2 separate regions of the Mus musculus genome follow, and region 2 is linked to region 1. Evidence: chromatin contacts called from public Hi-C data. All regions are on one chromosome and are shown on one strand. The core of a region is the stretch at or near the end of the contact, and the rest is flanking DNA. Distances in the headings are between cores, read along the strand shown. Region 1 overlaps Twsg1 (twisted gastrulation BMP signaling modulator 1). Region 2 has its middle 30 kb from the start of Gm20742.

Region 1 (4,386 bases), core at 1,603-4,102:
TAACTGCCTCCTGAGTGCTGGGATTAAAGGTGTGCTTCAACCACACCTAGCTGACTTTCTCCCCACCCGTCTATTTTAAATCTTTCTTTCCTTGAGTATCCTGTAATATTTTCAATCTGTTTGTTTTATAGTTCATGATATTCTAATGTTTATATTTATTTTATCATTTTATGTGTATGGGTGTTTTACCTGCATTCATAGCTGTGATATCGATGCACCCTGTGCATGCAGTGCCAATGGAGGCCTGAAGAGGGCACTGGATCCCCTGCAACTGGAGTTATAGACTGCTGTGAGCCATCAATGGAGGTGTAGAACTGAACCTGGGTCCTCAAAGTGAAGCCAGTGCTCTTCACCACTGAGCCATGTCTCCAGCCCCAAATACTGACATTAATTTCAACATTTGTTGGAACTCCATAGATTGAAATGGACCAAAAAACTTCTGGTGGTTCACTGCAGTTTCTTGCTGCTTCCACGGACTCGGGCTGGCTGGATGCACGCGCTGAGGCAAGCCACATGGAGGACACCTGATGTTTGGAGGGCATAAATAGGACTCCACAGAGTGATGGAGACAGAGCTTGGCTTGCTGGTATAGCTAGCTGTGCAACCTTTGTGGGTCTCACATCTTTGCTGATCTTCGCTTCCCTGAGAGAGGCACAGCCAAGAACTTCTGGTGACCCTTTGGGTCCCTCCTGTTGACATGTACGGAGGCAGAGGCCTGGCTATCTATTAGGTTGTGCCATTGTTGTTGCTATCCTGACTCTACTGAACTGGACTACTGGTGTATCAGTGAATTGTTTGCAAGTGGACCAAGCTGTTGCTGCTAATCTGTGAACTGAACTGAACTGCAGATTTTCAGACAACACAGGCGGGAGTTGCTCTAAAGAACCTTTCTAAACAGGTCCACCTCCCCTGTATCTTTTCTTTCCCACTACCTCTGGTGGGTGGTGGGCTAACAGGGAGGTTGAAGCATTTAAGAACCATCATTAAAAATAAGGTTTGAAAAACCTAAAGTTATACTATGATTTCTCTACACTCTGCTCTCAAGAAGTCTTTTAAGACTATTGTGTAAACAGTCTTTATCTCAGGATTTGAAAATTCAATGGGTATAGTAAAAAAATTCTGTAAAATCTGTAGCAAAATTTGGCTTAAACCTTTTAACAAAAAGGTTTATACTTCAAAACCTATTTATAGGTAATTTTAATTTGCTACAACATAACTCTATATGTGATATAACTTTTGTTTAGGATATATTGTAAATGTAACTTGGTGTTTTAGGGTTTTACTGCTGTGAATAGACATCATGACCAAGGCAAGTCTTATAAAGGACAACATTTAATTGGGGCTGGCTTACAGGTTCAGAGGTTCAGTCCAGTATCATCAAGGTGGGAACATGGCAGTATCCAGGCAGGCATGGTGCAGGAGGAGCTGAGAGTTCTACATCTTCATGTGAAGGCTGCTGGTGGAAGACTAACTTACAGGAAGCTAGGGTGAGGGTCTTAAAGGCCACACTCACAGTGACACTTCTACTCCAACAGGGCCACAGCTTCTAATAGTGCCACTACCTGGGCTGAGTGCGTACAAACCGTAACACTTGGATTCAACTCTTGTTTAAACTGAGTCATATAAAAAGTTCTGATATTCTATAATGATGCACTATAAAGGGATAAAGTTCCCAGTCTCTATTAACTAAATTTATAGTTTAAAGTTTTATTTTGGTTCTAAAGGCTCTTCAATTAAATCTTTAACTCAAAAATTTAAGGCTTAAACTTAACAGGCATAAAGCTGTAAAATCCTAATCTCATAAAAGCTTGTAAACTGTTAGATAATTAAGACATGTAAGTTAATGGTCAGTTAGCTTACTGACCTCATAAAGGATTCATGCTCTTTAATGCTCTCAGAGATATGCTTACAGCCATGTGTCATGGCTTAAATATGCTTGGCCCAGGGACTGGCACCATTAGGAGGTGTGGCCTTGTTGGAGAAAGTATGTCACTGTGAGGGTGGGCAATGAGACCTTCCTCCTAAGCACGTGGGAGCCAGTCTTGGTCATGGTGTCTGTTCACAGCAGTAAAACCCTACCTAAGACACCATGCTAAGTACAGTTGTAATTCATTCACAATGATGAGTTTTATTTAGCCTCCTGTATGTGTTTTCAAGTTAAGCCATGAAAAAAAGTTACTTGTTTTAAGAAGTAACTAAAAACAAGTAAAGTTTCTTTAACTCTGGTATACTTAATAGATTATGTTCCTCAAAGTTTTCAGAGATCTGGTGGGGATAGCATTTAAAATATTTAATGAAAAAGCTTCTATACTAGACAGAAACGCCAGCTCCTAGCAGCAGCAACTGTAAGGTCTCCGAAGAAGACAGACAGGGCGCCGAGGACTCCACCTGGATTGTGGAAAGGCTAAGCACTTGGGAAAACTGCCCATGCCTCACTGGCCACCAGGGCTCAGCCCTGAGGGTAGACTGCCTTTCATCTTCTGCCTGGTCAGAGTGAGCTAGTTTCCCTAAATCCTCTTCTACATAAAAACCTCTCAGACACTCTGGGCCTGGCAAAGGCCAGAGCTGCTCTGTGCTACAGCTAAAGATTTAATGCTGCCTTGTTTGATAGCCAAAGAAGGACCACTGCCCCCCAGAGAAGCCACTCAGACCATGGGCGCCTAGGGTAACTGCCCAGGTAGCATTACATGTCTAGCACTTTAAAACAGGTCATTTGGATTATAGCACCTGCTAAGGGTCAGCCTCAGAGCTCTGAGGATGTTGGTGGCTAGGCTCCAGTAGCTTTGTCAAACAGCAGCAGTCACACCAGCAACTTCCCCAAGACTGCAGCTGCCCTGTTAGGTCACTGAATCAGGCCTCAGGCCTCATTTTCCTAGAGCTACTAGGTCTCCTGCTGAGAAAAGCTGACACAATTTACCCTGCTGGCAGACCTCACTCCAAAGGAGATAGTCACTAAATGAGTTTAAAAAGTTTTCAGATTTCATTCTCTCTCTGCCATTGTTAGACTTCGAGAGTTCAGGGTTTTATAATCAATGGAGTTCTGATAAGCTATTAATCTAGCCCTGGTAGTCTCAGAAACCTGGGACAAATGGCTAACTGAGGTACCTATTAACATATCAAGACAGATGCTGGCCAGGTCTCCCAGCATCCCTCAGTACCCGTGACTCCTCCCAGAACTCCTCACCTTACCCTAACCCTCTTCCTCCCAGGGGCTGATCTTCCTGCAATCTTTACTGAAAGAATGTGTTGGACTGTACGATGGAAACAAGCAGGGTCTCTGAGTGGACATCAGAGAGAGGAAAGTTAGTGCTGGGGAAGGGTCAGTGGGTCATAGGGTCTGGACTCCATTCCCAGCACCACAGGGCAGCTCACAACTGTCTCCAACTGCAGGGATCCAGCAGCCCCTTCTGGCCTCCACGGGCCTTGCACCCAATGTGCAACAACATACACACAGGCACCCATACACATAAAGCAAAAATAAATGTTAGAAACATCAAGAGCAAAGGAGAAAGCAGTCCTCTCTCTTCCCCTCCCTCCCACCTTGTCCCCTTTGGTAGTGTAGTCTCACTAGGGCCTCACACATGGCTGAAACCGTGCTCTACCACCGAGAGCCCTTTGTCATGCTTTTTTTCTTTCTTTTTCTTGTTTTGTTAATTTAATTATTTGTTTTATTTTGAGTCAGGTAGGCATTAAAGTCATTCTGTGAGCACATGCATGCCTAGAATTTGTGATCCTCCTGCCTCAGTCTCCTGAATAGCTGGGATTACAGGCCTCCTGCCACCCAGCCTGGCGGCTGAGAAACTCTTGTTGCAGGGAGTTGGGAAGAAAGACAAAATATATACGAAGGTACATATAACTGAGGCAGAAGACAAAGGCTGTGTTCTTACTGGAGTCCTCTCAGAGGATGTACCTCACCTGTGAAAAGTGTGGGGACAGCTTCAACCTAAAAGGAAGGGCAGCCCCAGGACTGCAAAGGTCTATAAGGGAACCTGACAGAAGGTAACAACAGTGTGTGTGTGTGTGTGTGTGTGTGTGTGTGCACGCGTGCGCCCCCTGCATCATTTAGTCAAGGATCCTATTCTGTGACTTAGAAGCTGGCCCTGGCCTGTGGACTCACCGACACAGTCGCAGCACTCGTCCCACAGGGCCCCGAGGCACAGCATGCACTCCTTACAGCAGGGGCAGTTCCCTTCTCCAGGCCGGCACTGGCAGAGCTCCTAAGAACAGGGCAGATTTTAAAGCCAAACCCCAAACAACTGCAACCAAAACTCTGAGCAAAAAATAACCGCAGCATTTTCATTTATAAACATTCATTCCTGATAGACTTTTTATTCAACAACATCATTTCCAGGAACAAAACTACCATCAGTGGTTGAGAGCAGAGAG
Region 2 (4,671 bases), core at 291-2,790, 280 kb after region 1:
GGGCACTTTTCACACCCCAGCAGCATCAGAGAAGGAACCTGAACTAACAGGCAGAAAGCTGCCTTTCCCTGGCCCTGCAATTCCTTAAAGGTAACTCCGTAAACACTCTGTGTTAGAACCCTCACCTACCTGTGACGGCCTCTGCAAATGACGGATTTTGTTGTCACCTGCTTTACACAGACATCAGAAATGAAAAGTGAAGAAGTGCAAGGAAAAAAAAAAAAAAAAAAACCTAACCAGTGTGCTACCCGGCCACAGCTCATCGCTTGACTGTGAGCCACGTGCTGTCTCGAGAATGTGGAGTGCTGCTTTGCAGACAGCAGAAGTGCTTTCACGCGCTTTCACGGTCGGAATAACAAATAGCTTGGTGTTCCTTCCAGTTTTAGAAGGATAGTTAATTATTATGTAGAGACACGTTTTTTTTTTTTTTTTTTTTTTAAAAAAAGGACTCAAATCTACAACTATTGTCTCTAAACCCAACATTAAGTCCTGAGCAAAAAAAAAAAAAAAAAAAAAAAAAAAAAAAAGCATTTGACTGTCTGGGACTCAACTCTCCTGTTAGCGGTGACTCTGTGGATGTGCCAAGCCTGCGCTTCCCCAATCTATAGCAGAACACTTTTGGTTTCATGTTTGTCAAACTAATAATGTGTTTGCAAAATTCATGTGATGTAGAAATATCAGCAGGAAATAAAAACAGGACCAAGGGCCTCTCCTCCCATTGATACCAGACAAGGTCATCCTCTGCAACATATGCGGCTGGAGCCATGAATCCCACCATGTGTACTCTTTGGTTGGTGGTTTAGTTCCTGGGAGTTTCTGGGGGGGTGGGATATTCTGTTTGGTTAATATTGTTCTTCCTATGAGGTGGCAAACCCCTTCAGCTCCTTCAGTTCTTCTCCTAACTCTTCCACTAGGGTCCCCTGGCTCAGTCCAGTGGTTGGCTGTGAGTATCTGCATCTGTATTGGTCAGGTGCTGGCAAAGCCTCTCAGGGGACAGCCATACCAGATCTCTGTCGGCAAGCACTTCTTGGCATCGGCAATAGTGTCTGCGGGTGGGCTGGATGCCTAGGTGGGGCAGTCTCTGGATGGCCTTTTCTTTCCTTCAGTCTCTGCTTCATTTTTGTTGTTGTTGTTTCTGCATTTCGTTTAGACGGGAGCAATTCTGGGTTAACGTTTTTGAGATGGGTGGGTGGCCCCATCCGTCAACAGGGGGCCATGTCTATCTACTGGAGATGGTCTCTACAGGTTCTCTCTCCCCTTTGTTGGGTATTTCAGCTAATGTCATTCCTGTTGGGTCCTGGGAACCTCTTGCTTCCCTGGCATCTGGGACTTTGTAGTGGCTCTCCCCAGTTCCCAATCCCTCACTGCTACATATTTCTGTTCAATTTCCTCACCCTCTGTACTTCTTTCCTGTCTCTTCCCGTACCTGATCCTACTGCCCCTCCCGTTTTCCTTCCCCTTCTCTCACTCACATCTCTTCTGTCCCTGGGCAGCCAGCTCCACGTTGTTCTCACTCCTGCCCTAGGCTGCCATCTAGCGGATGTTTGTCGACTGTTTCTTGGTGAATCCTCATGTCTCTGATATGGTGGCATAAACTCATGAGCGGTGTTGTGTCTGTCATTGGAGACACAGAGGCCGTTTTCATGATGTCTCCCCTACCATTGTGAATGCGTTCAGTGAAGCAAGCCCAGGTCTCCATCCTATTTGCTCAGCCTGGCAGGGAACATAAGCAGAGCTTGTAGACAGCATGTCTTCCTGGCAATCATTTACAGTTCATAAGGATGGTAATTCTCCACTGATTAGCCACCTATAGTTAATTAATTCTCTTTTCGGGGCTGAAGAGATGGCTCAGCGGTTAAGAGCACTGACTGCTCTTCCAGAGGTCCTGAGTTCAATTCCTAGCAAACACATGATGGTTCACAACCATCTGTAATGAGATGTTTGCCTGTGAGTACCTGCATCTGTATTGATCAGGTGCTGGCATCAGCAATAGTGTCTGGGCATCGATAATGCCCTCTCCTGGTGTGTGTGTGAAGACAGCTACAGTGTACTTACATATAATAATAAATAAATCTTTGGGCTGGAGTGAGTGGGGCCAGAGTGAGCAGAGGTCCTGAGTTCAATTCTCAGCAACCACATGATGGCTCACAACCATTTTTACAGCTACTGATACATAAAATAAATCAATAAATCTTTTTTAAAAAAGAAGTCTCTTTTCTCCCTCTTTCCTTCTGTCTTTCCTACCGCCTCCACAAGTCTTTAATATAATCTTTGGATCCTCTCTTGCGGATTTTAAGGCAAAACCCACCCACATTCAGTCCCTGACTGTACAAGGGATATGATGGTAGATTCTGAAATCAATGGGTTGTGAGAAGCATCCAGGACAGACAGATGAGAGGGAAAGAAGTGATCTATTTTAATGCCCTACCTCCACTCTGCTTTCGATTGCATGATCCCAACTACATGATATTGGACACAGTCAAACCCAGAGAAGCAGAGAAAGAATAAGGCCAGAGCCCGTGGGAAGGGAGGGGAAGATAGGGACCTCGGTGACTATAAAGGCCCAGTTAGGTGAGTGTCGTAGTCAGGGTTACTATCTCTGTGATGAAACACCATGGCCAAAAGCAGCTTGGGGAGGGAAGGGTTATCACTGTTCAGCGTTGAAGCATCAGGACTGCTCAGCCCAGAGGTAGCACCACCAACCACCATGAATTGGGCCCTCCCAATCAATCATTCATTAAGAAAATGCCCTATATTCTTGCATACGGCCTGATCTGATGGAGGCATTTTATCAACTGAGGGTCCCTCCTCTCCAACGGCTCGAAGATTAAGATTAAGATTATCATCTTATGTCACAGCATCTCATATGTGGGTGTGCTCAGAGCTCCTGGGCCATCCCTGCAGAGACCCAGAGATGGCTCTGCCACAGAACCCAGAGCTCCTTAGTTATTATGCTTGGCAGTACCAGTGCCTGTGTGGGCATGAGTGTCTTCCTGTGGGTCTCAAAGTATGTTACAGGACTTTCCTGAAAAACCAACGTCATCTTCCGGTGTTTGTTTGAAGTGAGTTTATCTCAGTTTATTCTTTTCCTACAGAAAACAAGTATGTACAGGCCTTTCGTGCCTCCTTTTGGATGAAGGCTCGTCTTCCTCAGGGTTCACCATACCACAGGGCTAGGGATATAACTCCACTGTAGACTACTTTCCTGGTATGCATGAAACCCAGGGTTCTATCCTCAGTAGTAAAATAAAGACCTACAGGGATGAGCAAAATGACATCTGTGGAACCACCGAGTCTCTAAGGTCATGGCTGAAGATAAATTCCCAGGCTCAAACTGGTTTTGAAAGGCTGGGGCCCATAAACTGAGGTCACCGTTGCAGGAAGCCAGCGTTCTGAGCGTTGCAGAACACATCAGACCTTGTCACCGGCTCACCCCCCCATCCAAAACCCACCAGTTACAGAAAGAGATGGCAGACATTTTATTTAAGGGAAACAGCCAACTTCCCCTCTGTGTTCCTAACGAGCTTCCCTTCTCCCTTCCCTATCCTTAGCTACAAAGATCCCAGCTTGAGATAGATAAATTGCATTCTCTTGAAGCCTGGCCACTGAGTGACTGGGTCCTGGGCCCCGATTATGGAGGGCCAGAATTCGAGGCACCATCTCTCTGGCATTAAGTAAAGCCTGCTCTAGCAGTTGGAAGTCATCTGAATTTTTATCTCTTATTTCCTCCTACAAACTTAATTCTTCCCTGTCTTGCCGTTTCTATGTGAGTATGTGCGCCATGCAGCCTCGGTGTCAACACTTGGCACTGAGCGCGCTGTGGCGCCACAGAAACACCACAGCGCTGCTTCGCTCCCGTTGCCCATTATGCGCTGCAGGATTTTTTTAAACCGTACTCACAAAAAGTTGTCTGTTCTTATTCAGAATTGATGGTTGAGTCCAGGGGGAAAACAAAGACCCCTGATATTTTCTTATTTATCATCACAAAAGGATCAAAGGGACAAAGGCCACGTGGGAAGGGAAGGAGACAGAAGGAAAGTGGACGGGAGGGACTCAAATGACAATCAACCTGTACAGCTGTGATCCCAGAGTTGGGAGGAAGACAAGGAGAGAGCATCAAAAGCCCAAGGTCACTCTTAACTCAGATCAGCCAGTCGGGGTTACGTGTGACTCTATCTCAGAAAATGATAATAAGAAAAAAATAAGTGTGCTTTCTAGCAATGAAGTTATTCAACAGTGATGTCAGCTACCTTCCCACCTTCAGAAATATTCAAGCATCAGATGAGTGACTTGTGGCTAGTAGAAGGTGCTTGCCAACTTGACACAAGCTAGAGTCACCAGAGAGGAGGGAAGCCTCGGCTGAGAAAATGTCTCCCTCAGATCGGGCTGTGGGCAAGCCTGTGGGGCATTTTCTCAATTAGTGATTGAGGTGGATAGGAAGGGGGAAGCCCACTGTCGTGCTGCTCCTGGGCAGGTGGTCCCGGGTTCTATAAGAAAGTAGGCTAAGCAGGATGGGGAACCAACCAATAAGCAGCATCCTCCATGGCCTCTGCACCAATCAGCTCCTGTCTCCAGGTTCCTGCCCTGTTTGAGTTCCTGCCCTGGCTTCTTTCCATGATAAACAGTGATGTGGAAGTGTAAGCCAAAGGAACCCTTTGCCCCCCCCCCCCA

The links. A called contact is a pair of places that touch in the nucleus more often than the background predicts.
Region 2: a Hi-C map of rod photoreceptor shows a contact between it and region 1, with 4 times the contacts expected there. The contact joins two enhancer-like sites. A contact is called at or near these places in 1 of 39 promoter capture datasets (the HPC-7 cell line), 11 of 484 Hi-C or Micro-C datasets (the 63-12 cell line, B cells, Th1 cells and 3 more) and 1 of 9 other capture datasets (embryonic stem cells).

The regions. Positions count from the first base shown.
Region 1 is chr17:65,933,684-65,938,069 of GRCm38.p6, forward strand. Twsg1 (twisted gastrulation BMP signaling modulator 1) reads right to left here. Exons shown (of 5, transcript NM_023053.3): 3 at 4,118-4,217. Among named protein-coding and RNA genes, the nearest start is that of Twsg1, 15 kb to the right of the region's middle. Within about 2 kb of position 2,853, at least 16 of the 459 cell types and tissues checked have an H3K27ac peak or open chromatin away from gene starts, as enhancers often do. A contact at or near this core is called in rod photoreceptor, where this site is marked.
Region 2 is chr17:66,219,926-66,224,596 of GRCm38.p6, forward strand. No RefSeq gene overlaps it. Among named protein-coding and RNA genes, the nearest start is that of Gm20742, 30 kb to the left of the region's middle. Within about 2 kb of position 1,541, at least 4 of the 459 cell types and tissues checked have an H3K27ac peak or open chromatin away from gene starts, as enhancers often do. A contact at or near this core is called in rod photoreceptor, where this site is marked.